3 separate regions of the Rattus norvegicus genome follow, and all the other regions are linked to region 2. Evidence: chromatin contacts called from public HiChIP or PLAC-seq data. All regions are on one chromosome and are shown on one strand. The core of a region is the stretch at or near the end of the contact, and the rest is flanking DNA. Distances in the headings are between cores, read along the strand shown.

Region 1 (3,492 bases), core at 389-2,888, 990 kb before region 2:
TTTGTTTAACTTACAGGATGAAAATTTACACTGACCGAGACTATAACTATGGCGAATGTAATCAATGTTAAGTCTATGATTTTTATTTCTGTCTAATGGAACCACTGGCATTGAATGTCCCAGCGTTTGTGTGCCCACGCGCACGTGCCAAAAGTGAGGAAAAATAACCAACAAAATTATTTTCTGTTGCAATATTACTTGGAATATTTGCGAGGACTGTGTGGGTTTGTTAAGTCATTTTAAGTAAGTATTTTGTTTTAATTCAAAGCCTGGACCAGCATTTGAGCACCACTCCAGTTTGTGTTTTTTATGGATCTCTAACCGCTATAAAATCTGTATTGTTCTTAAGTCATGAAGCCTTCAAAATTGCCGTTTCATGAAAAAGAATGAAAGAAAAGAAAAAAGGGGAAGAAAGAAGGAAAGGAAGAAAGAAAAGGGAAAGGCTCAGGCTCCCCCAATAGCATAAAAACACTGGTTGCTGACTGAAATCATTCAAAGATTTGTTCCACACAATTATAAGTCAACTTTTTGAGTCCCTTAAAAGACAAATTCTTAGAAACAGTAAAAATAATATTAAAATGTACGAGATTAAAAAAAAAAGAATTCTTAAGCTTTTGAAATGAATCTCAACTAGAAAGAAAATCCAGTATTTGAAGATGACTTATTAGACAAAGTATAAGCGGCACACCTGGACATGCGATGCATAAAATGACATTTTAAAGCTATTTAGCAGATTGGAAAAATAAATACTTTTGCTTTCGAACAATTCACAGTTCGATACTTCGAGTGCTGCGTATAGGGCAGCCTGTCTGAGGGCCGACATCGGAAGAGAATTCGAGAACAGTTTAGGCACTGTGCCTTTCCAAAAGAAGGAATTTAGTTATTACCTAGGAATTTAGTTATGCACTGCCTTGCCTCCTGACATTTTATTTGGGTGGTGGGGAGATGGTTTGTTTCAAAGAAACGTCTTAAAATACCCACACAAAGGTATGAAAGCAGGTGATGTTTTAATTCTTTCAGAAACTGGAAATCAAAACACGGATGTGTTTTGTTTAAAGTTCAATCTAATGAAAAGAAAATGAAAAAGAAAAACTTGAAAAGGGAGAGGAAAGGGCTGAAGGAGGGAAAGAAGGGCCAGAGAAGACTAGTTCCACTCAAACTAAAATGGTACCATAAATTTATTGAAGGTTATTGAAGCCGATGAGCTATTTTGTCCTAAAATATTCATATTCTTCAACCTCGTGTTTCTTTTCTTTTCTTTCTTTTTTGGGGTCGTTGGTGGTGGTGGTGGTGAGGTTGGCTACTCCTTTCTATCAGTTGCCCCAAACAGGAATTGGTTCCTTGAGATCCCGGGGTCTCGGGGAGACTTCTCAGATGACCACTAGATGGCATGAAAGCACTGTATTGGACCTGCTCAGCCACCTTGCACAGTGCGACATTGAGGGGTTTATTCTTTTCAAGCTGCGAGCTCAGTGTTAGTCATGTAAGATGCCTTTTCTTTGAGAAAGATCTTTTTGTGTCGCATGACACTTTCCAGGACACAAAGGGAGTATTCTGTCCTCCTTCCACACGCACTCAGAAAATGTCAGATTAAATTTGGAATAGTAAAAATCATGTCAGTGTTTGCTGGGGTTTCCTGAGAACTTTACTCTCTTCCCTTTGGGGGATAGTGTGCTATTTGTTATGGGGTCTTCCTTAATAGATGGACAGAAAAGTCCCTTCACCGCTGGGCCTGCAACAACTGCAAAGTTTAAACATTCACATTCATATTTCTTTTTCTTAATTCTTTTTTTTTCTATAAAAAAAATCTCTTTGTTTTTTTCTTCACCTTACACTATTGGCGTCTCTCATTAAGGACTGTAATATGAAATGCTGGATTTAAAACTGCCGTGACAAAGGAGACATTCCCCCTTTAACATCCTCTACCAGCTAGGCAAAGCACGTCTTTGTTCTTGCTTCTCAAATACAATGTTTAAAGTTTTTGCCCGGTCACTGGGCATTTTCTAGTCTGCCCGTCCACACTTGCAGATGTACTTTTATATGTGGTACATTTCCTGTTTCCCAAGATACATATCAAACATTTCTATCCCTGTACCTCCACACCAGGAACAATTACCACACCCCTTCAGATGTTATCACTATCTGCCTTCACAAATGTCCATTGTAGACGATGTTTTGATCTTTGGATAAGTGCCTTAATTTAAAATAATGGCAAAAGGGTAAATTAGGCCTCCATGCTCAGCAGTGCATGAATGACAAATCTGTTGTAGTTGGGGCATATTTTTGATATTCCTTTAAAAGTCTCATAGCAGATTTACATATGATCAAAAATGGTATTACACATTGGTAAGCTGAAGTGCGTAATTTATTCCACGTACTACTGATATAGCTATATAATCTATACATCTAATTATACTTCTAATGGCTTTACAATGTTGATAGATGTAAAATTATATCAGTTTAAAATTTCAAGGATTTCTGGTTTGGGGGATGAGAGTTGGTTTTTATAATCTACCCTTGAAAAGCTTTTTATCCCTTACATATTATCTGAGAAGAAGATATATTGTTGGAAGTATTTTCACAGCTTTGATTTTTATAAATTTACCAAAACTAGAGATTATACCAAACATCCATTTAAAACATTTAGTAAAACAAGGATCCAATGATGGAATCATAGCTCTTTAAAATGCAAGGGTGAGAGGAATCATTGGGTACCATGGTGGTAAAACTTCCTTCACAGTCAACGTTATCTGTAGTGCCCTCTCTGTGTGGATCTAGTTTGAGAAAATTTCAGTTAATTTGTGGTGTGAACATACGGCATGGTTAATAAGTTATGTCTTCAATTTCTCTTGAAATTGATTCTATCATTTTTTACCTTGGATATAATCCCTAAAGTTCCTATGATTATTATAACACAGTGGGTTGTAACAGATCAATAAAAAATTAGAGACAAAAATCAGAAAACAGGACCCCTATGAATACACAACTGAGCTTCCCCTCTTAGGCTGTTTGTTGGTTTGAGAAACATAAAGCAAGACTGATGGTATAACCCATTTTGCTCCTCACTATTTAACATCAACGATGGGGATGAGCATAAGGTCACTCTGTGCTTGGGAACAGCCTGGGCGAGCTTGTACCTTGCGGAACTGTTATTTGGTTCTATTTGGCTCTTGCAGAAAAATACCTGCTTCAGGAGGGACATCGCTCCATAATGAATCACAACGATTGTAATGGAAACCTTTTTGAAAACATTTCAGAAAAATTCTTAAAAACTCTGACTGAGGATGAAGTGGATTCTCTGATTAGCAAGCCTGGGCTCTTGGTTTGATCTCAGCCCTCTAAAGAAACCCCACTGCCCAAAAAATTTATGTGAATGAATGATTATAAATATTCCACACAATGGAAAACAGAGACACTTCCAAGTGTTTGTGGTAGATGAGAGGTAGTTTTAATGACACAGAGTATTCTGGTTTAATCTTTTGGCCTTCAGAG
Region 2 (3,708 bases), core at 510-3,009:
TTTGATGAGGTCAGTTCCCTACAACACGACCCCAGGTTTTAAGAAGCAGCCATGTTAGGCTGGGGACATCCATGATACTAGAGTGCAGAGAAGTATGTGGACTAAGAAATTTATAATACCTGTATTTCATGTGCATATACCATGGACCAAATCACATCATGCTAATATAATGACCCCAAATAGCAAAATTGCAGTAGGACTCGATACATGGCATTAATTTTATGCTATCATCATATACCAACAGAACAGAAGGTATCATTTCTGTAATACAAAAATATTGTTTTCTCTTTTGTCATAATATGACAAAATATGAGCTGTGACATCCTATTATAGACCAACCTGAGCTTTCTTTATGGAGCAAAAGCTACAAACCTTTTGTCACTATCATAATGTAAGAGTAGGTGTGAATTCCCTTGGATTGATAGGGTGTATGTGAAATGACTTCTATTGCAGCTATTCCTGTAGTGTATTTTAAGTACTTTTCTTATAAAATAAACTCATTTAGCAGCACGTTTGCATTTGTTTAGTTGAATATGACTACAGGAAGTACAACCGTGACTTAACTTCCTGTAAAATTCCCAGCTCTCCATATTTCTACTTTTTTCTACAGGTCAAGCAAAGGTTCACGTACATACAAGGTGTACCATTGAGCTTGCATCTAAGGCATGAATTTGTAAAAATCAAGTATTTCACTTCTAATACAGCCATGTCCATCCTTCTCTCAGATCCCTTGACAAATAACCTGCTTCCCTTCAACACTTTCGCAAGTTCAAGAACCACAGATGTGTCTTTCCTGAGGAGACCCTATGTACAATGTGTGGGAGTGTGGCGTAGAAAGTACATTATTCCATTAAGTCTAAGTGTTCCCTTCAGGACAGTATCATTTAAAATGCACCTAACACAGTAAGGAGTTGACAGCATAAACAAACACAGGTTTTGCATTGCAGATGTACACAATACACTTTTGTGCAGTTGACTGACTGCTTACAACAATAAAAGAAATAATTGTAGCATTCCGCTGTCAAACTTTCCAGATACTTTATAGAGAACTTCAAAAATATGATTCCTTTTTCTCAAATACAACTAATTTGAAAAGTAATGTAGTGCCACAAAACATGAATGTTTCACGCCATTGAGGGGGCTGTTATCTCTTAACAATGGACAGAATTTCACAGTCCAGTCTTTCAAAGAAATGTATTGGTACCACATACGCATGCAAGGGTATGCCTTACACGGCAGTGAGTCCAATATTATTAATATACAAATTTCAAAAGTATTTATTTACCAGTTTTGACAGTTGTCATGGACATGACTGTTTCATATGGCATTTTTGACAAAACAATTTGCTAACTGATAGTTGCAAGAGTACTGAAAGATTCCCTCCCCGCCCTACCCTTTTACAACACAAAAATGCATCCTTAATGTAACTTCTCTGCTGAAGAGAAGACAGAGCTCTATAAGACAACCTTCCCAGTGCAGTTTCGATACAAGGCAATGAATGCAAGTGTTAACAAGGCCTAGTCTTCCCTTTTGTATTTGTTTCTTCATTAAGCTCTAACTAGGCTCTGGCTCTTGTGCCCTGAAGATTTGATGTGAAGAAGGTATGACAAGCTTGGCTTCTCCTCATGCAGCTGGCACTCCTGATGCCAAAAGCCAGAGCCTGTGGTAGTGGGACGAGGGGAGTTGTTCCCAGCACAGTTTGCCTGTCAGTTTCCCATCCGCCTCGCGGTGCAGCACCCCCTCCTCAAGTTCCCCTAATGAGAAGTGGACGACAATACCAGTATTGTTGTTTCGACTGGCAATCTTGTGGAAAGAACAGTCGCTGTTTACCCAAGCATTTGTATTACCCAAACTCTGTCGACAATTACTTCTAGAGTCCCCGATTAACTCTGCTCTTTGCCTCAGCACAAAATGTCTATTGAAATAGACACCAAACAACTTTTCTGTCTCTCAGAGCATTTTAACACGTTCCTGGATATGACTCAGAGTTACCAGAAGCAAAGAAACATAGCTAGGTGTTTTGCACTCGGGATATCAAGAGCTTGTCTATCATATAAGAAACTCACATATTTAAGTGAGCTTGAAAGTCACCCTCATCCCATCGGCCCCACCCCCATCCCGCAAAGAAAAGTTATAAAGCACACCCCTTCTTCAGTTGGTACAGCCTTATACCTAGGAGCGTACGGCAAATACAAGTATATTTCAAGTAAGAATGACATTTCTGGTCAGTTTATCCCTGTTAATGTCATATGGAAAAATATGTAACAGAAAAAATGTCTACTTATTTAACTACCATGCAATTCCATGATATGCTTTTGTTTACTAAGCCTTCACAAAATGGTACTATTGCTATGCCTATTTCCATGATACTGGTAATAATTTTAATCTGTCACATCATTCTTACCCCATTCATGTCCCACCCCACATGCATTCGGCTGTTAGCAGTATGCAAAACACCATCATGAATATGCGTAATTATGGAGATTCATGGTAATTTTTCAGGGTTATCTGATGTGACGTTTATAGGACAGCAGCATACATCAATTTAAACGGGAGTGACAAATATCTTATCCTTTATATTTCTATAGTATTTTTAATATTTCTTCAACCCCTCTCCAGGGAGTAGTATGAAATGGTAAGGACTTGAATAATAAAAATGTTAAACAATCAAACTCTTTGCTAGGTGTTTTTTAAAGTAAGTTTTACAATGATTATCTACCTGTTGAAGTTTATAAAGTATACTGTATGGATTTTTTTATTCAGCAATATTTACACCATGTGTATTATACATTTCAAACCAACGAAAGCATGTGGTTTTGCATATAACATTTTAAGATGAGAACAAAATTGCTTAATTACTTTTAAACTATGGTTGCTTGCCTGACAGAACTATTTGGCAAACGTGGTCTACCAACTTTATTAAGCATAGAAACTTGAAACACTGATCTCTTTGGAGCATATTTGAATTTTGTTCTAAGTCAGCTGCACCTGTTAGAGATTTAAACATTATCTTTGTCTTGGTGACTAATTATGACTCGCGTGACAATCTCATATTTACGATTATCAAGTAGGACTCCTTTTTCTTGTTCAGACTGTTTGTCATGAATGCTGTATGGTACTAATTACATTGAAGATATAGAGACTCCCACAATGTGATTGAGAGGCATCTTAAGTTCAAAGTGAGTGAATGTGAATTATATCAAGAATTTTAAATAGTGGGGCAATCATTACCCATTCCTCGTGCCATCACCAAAAAGAGCAAAATAACTGTTCATTCACGTCATTATATCAGCCATATTTTTAATTGTGTTAAAAATAAAGTCACTAAAAGTTGACTTGATTGAAAATCACACTCCTCATTCCAATCAAACAGAGTCAGAATTCTTTTTTTCTCAGGCATGCACTTTCATGATTTCAGATTGAGGATCAAAACTTTAAACAATTAAATATTGTTCTGTACTATTTTAATAAAACAACAGCAGAATATCCTCTAAAGAATCAGCTGAACCTACTGTTTGAGTGCATTGCTAGTAAAAATGGCTAGTGGATACTGGAGCATTGATCCAGAGTTGGCTAGAGGAACCTACTTTGTATGACAAATGTATAATTGTTTGTTAAATCACTAAATATCACTCCTTGTTGCTTTAGAAATAATTCTTTATCAAAATACATTAAACTTTTGCTCCTTGTTAAGGTCCAAGTTTGATT
Region 3 (3,812 bases), core at 302-2,801, 520 kb before region 2:
AAAGGAATAAGCATTACTCATAGAGCTCGAATCGTTGTGACTAAAACATGTCCTCTCCTTCCTCCAGTTTCCACACCCCATTCCCCGACACGATGTTATGCTTCCTATCATGCATTTTCTGTGTTTTTGTGGTCTGTTACAGTATTATGTTAATAGACAGTAACATTGTATTAATATCACATTCTCTTGCGATTTGCTTTTTCATCCAACACTGCCTTCAAGATCGTCCATTCACTTTTAATTGCTGCCGCCCTGTATTCCACTATAGGAATGTACCAAGTCGCTGTTTCACTGCAGTCTGAGGGCTCTCGGGGCTGTTTCCGGTTGGGCTGTGAAGCACCACCTACAGATTTTCCTCCTGCTAGCGCCGGAGCAGCTCAAGGGCAGAGACCGCTCTGAGCTGCTGGGGTTTTTTGTTGTTGTTGTTTTTGGTTCTTTGGTTTTTTTTCTCCCTAATTTCCGTGGCACCTGAGAACTGGGAGATACATGAAGCGCTTCGCTTGGAAGATGCTCAGCACACAATACGCCCTGGATTTTAAAAAGCGGGTGGGGGGTCGGTAAATTATCTTAACAAAGTGCAGTTTTAAATTTGCTATGCCCTCCCTTCTCCACCGAGTAAGATTTGAGGGGAAACTGCTGCAATTCCCTTTAGAAAGTCCTCAAGGTATTTCGGGGCTGAAGTAGATCTATAAAACAAGGTCATTCCACAGTTCGGCTTTCTCCTTAGTGGATCTCCAAGCACTCTACAAGCGCTGTTTTCACGGTGACATTTCCCCCTACTTTTAAGTCAGTTCAGCGAGGTATTCAAAACTTGAAAACGTTTAGGGCGTCTCGAAAGGGCTTTGGACGCAGTCTGCATATGCATAATAGCATATTGGCCTTCTCACAGAATTATTATTTTTTCCTTTCCGTGGGCCCCAGGTCATGTTTCCGGAGTTATCGTTTAACTGCCCACCTCAAGCAGGTCCCGCGCCAACGCTCTCCGGGCTAGCCGCACTCCCCACCCTTCCTGCACCTAAGAAGATATAACGCCCTTTGATCTCCTCTCCAGTGCTTTGTGGCTTAAGGAACCTTGATGTGCAAGATAAATACAGACTGTAACTGTGGGCACGCGGAGCCATCTATCATCACCCTGCCTCTGGACGTGACCGGTACTTTGTGTATTTTAGAGAAATTAATCTGCTCTTTAGTGAGAGAAAGCCAAGGGAAGCATGCACCATCTTCCTGCAGACTCAACAGAGCATTTTCAACGTCTCTGGCTCCCCGCACCGCAAGCCACAAACTTGACCTTCGAGCGGATTTCAAAGGCAGAGGTTTCCTCCCTCTCCTTCTCTGACTCCTATGGCGCGCCTGGGCATCCTTGTGGATAGCAGCTGCCTGGACCAGAGCTGGGAACTACACGTCGAGGAGGCTGGGAGATACTAATGGGCGGCGTGGTGGGGGCTGGGGAGCGAGGAAAAGCTGGGCGGGAGGAGAGGGAGAGAGGAGGGAGTGAGAGGAGGGGTGGAGGGGGAGGATGGATCTGTCTGCATATGCATGAAGCACCCAGCACTGCCCTCTTCCCAAGCAGCTGCTGCTCTGTCGGAGGCAGAGGAGGGAGGGGGAAGGGAAGGGAAGGACCAAGATGGGCGGGGCTGCAGAAACTGCCGCTAAACTGGACGCTGGTTTGGAGGGCGAAAGAGGTGATTTGCATGGCGTCCGGTGATTGGCTGAGGTCCGGGGGCTGGGTCTGAGAGGCGGCCCCTGAATGGTTTAAGGAGAAAAATCTCTGAATTCTGATTTCTGAAAGTCGCAGCAGCGGGGTAGATGCAGTATGCGATCTGGACGCCAGGAGGCGCGATGTCCTATCTTTGTTCTGCTTAAAGGGTCCTTTTCCGTCCTCCCTCAGCCGTCCCCGCCCCCACCCCCACACGCAGGCTCACGCAGAAAGTGCAGAGAAACCCTGTGATCCAGTCAACTGGCACTGCCCCGTCTATTAAGAAAGATGAACGCTCCTTTCTCTTCCATCTCCTTCATGGGAGACCACTTTTCATTTCAGATTATCACATCAATAAATATCCTTCGAGGAACAAAAAAGGCATGTTGCCAAAAGATAAAAGAATATATGTGAGATGTGTGGACTGTAGAGAAAAGCACTACACGAAGGCAAAAGAATAGAAGCACGCATGTAAATAACGCACACAATCACATCAAGAACACAAAACACAAGGGCAGATACAGACAGATCACCCGGAGAGAACATGGGCTGCTCCCAAGGTCCTCAGAGTCTACATGCTTCTCACACGCTGAAGCACACACCCGCTGACGAGCCAATGGTCTTTCTGAACACACAAGCACACACAAGCACACACACGCACACGTACAGAATCCACACCTCAGAAAATGCATTCATGCAAATTCACACGCAGAGAAAATATTGCCGAAGAAATACTAGAGCAGAATTAAAATGGTTCATCCCCTCCCCCTCCAAAATATACTCAAGCAGAATGATTCTATTTGCATATTACTAATACACGCAGGGCGCTAAAAGGGGGAAAATGGCTCCATTTGAGGCACACACTAGAGAATACATGTATACAATACACACGCACGCGCGTCTGTGGGCGGGACACACCCACAGCCTGTGTCCTCCGCCCATGGGCACAGGCAGAGGACAGATCAGCAGCAGCGCTCAGTACAATTGTCGGAAAAAGAAACCCACCCTATTCAGCTATGAAACATGTCAGAGAGCCAAGGGTTTCTAAGACCCACACCAATACATTCTTGTTACCAAAGTGAGTTGGATTCAAAGAAATAATTAATGCATCTTAGATAATTGAGTGCTGGAACCTATTCGCTCAAACAATACTTCGAAATGACTTCAGCCTGAATATAGCTTTCTGAAACGCTTCTTTAAAAATCTCTAAGAAATTAGACATTCATTTGCTATGCTTTCCGTTGGTTTGTCTTTTATTATTTTTTTTGAAAGCACGGTAGAGACAGCATTTTTCTCTTTCTCCAAAAGACGGGAACTGATCTAGTTTTGTGAACCCAGGAGCTTCCCAGTTGTTTTCCCAGTAAAAAAAGGTGGCAGGGAAGGTCCTCTGCTTACCCTCCCAGCCAGACAGCACCACAAAAGGCATTATTACACACCCCAAATTGCAAGGGCTGTCTATATATTTACGAATCTGTTCAAATATTTAACCTCTTAACTTGCTAAATACCCCCCTCTTCTTCTTTTCTCCCTTGTGCTCTCTCTCTCCCCCCTGTCTGTCTTCTCTCCAGTCCTTTCTTTTTCTCTTTCTCTTTCTAAAAAGGAAAGGCATAGAAAGCCCCCTTTCTGGAGTTCTTGGCGTTAATGTCACAGTCTCCACCTGACACTGTTTTACTCTCGATTTCATACCCTAACAATTGTGGGAGCTTTTTTGTTTGTTTGCTTTTTGCGGTCCCAAAGACCGAGTTTGAATCACCAGTTACGTGTCTTAAGTAGAAGCATTGGGGCTGCCCCCACCCCGCCCCCTCTGCCAGCTTTTAACAGCTCCTCGGAATGCTTCACCTAAATCCGAAGGAGCTTACTGACACTCTAGAAATCTTCAGATTCCCCACCCTCTCCGTCCCCACACTCTTCATCCGTGATGAGCGATAAGCGCTTCTTTGGTCCACTTCTTTCCTGTCAAGGAATGAGTAGGGGGACAAATACATTGGAAGAGACCTTCCAAAGACAACCTGAAAATTTTGTCAGTGTGTGGTGACCTACCAAGGCCAGGGGCGAGGTGCACATCTATTGCTGGGACCGACTGGGACTGACTGGGACCATCACAGAGAATTTCTGC

Evidence for each region. HiChIP or PLAC-seq counts read pairs in DNA pulled down with a chosen protein or histone mark.
Region 1: an H3K27ac HiChIP or PLAC-seq map of oligodendrocytes shows a contact between it and region 2, with 9 times the contacts expected there. The contact joins two enhancer-like sites. A contact is called at or near these places in 1 of 12 Hi-C or Micro-C datasets (frontal cortex) and 1 of 1 datasets of contacts at active chromatin or transcription factors (oligodendrocytes).
Region 3: a contact with region 2 is called in an H3K27ac HiChIP or PLAC-seq map of oligodendrocytes, with 15 times the contacts expected there. The contact joins two enhancer-like sites. A contact is called at or near these places in 1 of 12 Hi-C or Micro-C datasets (frontal cortex) and 1 of 1 datasets of contacts at active chromatin or transcription factors (oligodendrocytes).

Annotation. Positions count from the first base shown.
Region 1 is chr2:17,045,012-17,048,503 of GRCr8, reverse strand. All of the region lies in intron 2 of LOC120100662 (a long non-coding RNA gene), which reads right to left. Among named protein-coding and RNA genes, the nearest start is that of Ccnh, 520 kb to the left of the region's middle. Within about 2 kb of position 1,638, at least 15 of the 93 cell types and tissues checked have an H3K27ac peak or open chromatin away from gene starts, as enhancers often do.
Region 2 is chr2:16,057,267-16,060,974 of GRCr8, reverse strand. All of the region lies in intron 3 of Mir9-2hg (Mir9-2 host gene), which reads right to left. Among named protein-coding and RNA genes, the nearest start is that of Mir3597-2, 130 kb to the right of the region's middle. Within about 2 kb of position 1,759, at least 8 of the 93 cell types and tissues checked have an H3K27ac peak or open chromatin away from gene starts, as enhancers often do.
Region 3 is chr2:16,572,395-16,576,206 of GRCr8, reverse strand. LOC102554306 (a long non-coding RNA gene) reads left to right here. Exons shown (of 4, transcript XR_590807.4): 1 at 1-1,151. Among named protein-coding and RNA genes, the nearest start is that of Tmem161b, 130 kb to the right of the region's middle. Within about 2 kb of position 1,551, at least 71 of the 93 cell types and tissues checked have an H3K27ac peak or open chromatin away from gene starts, as enhancers often do.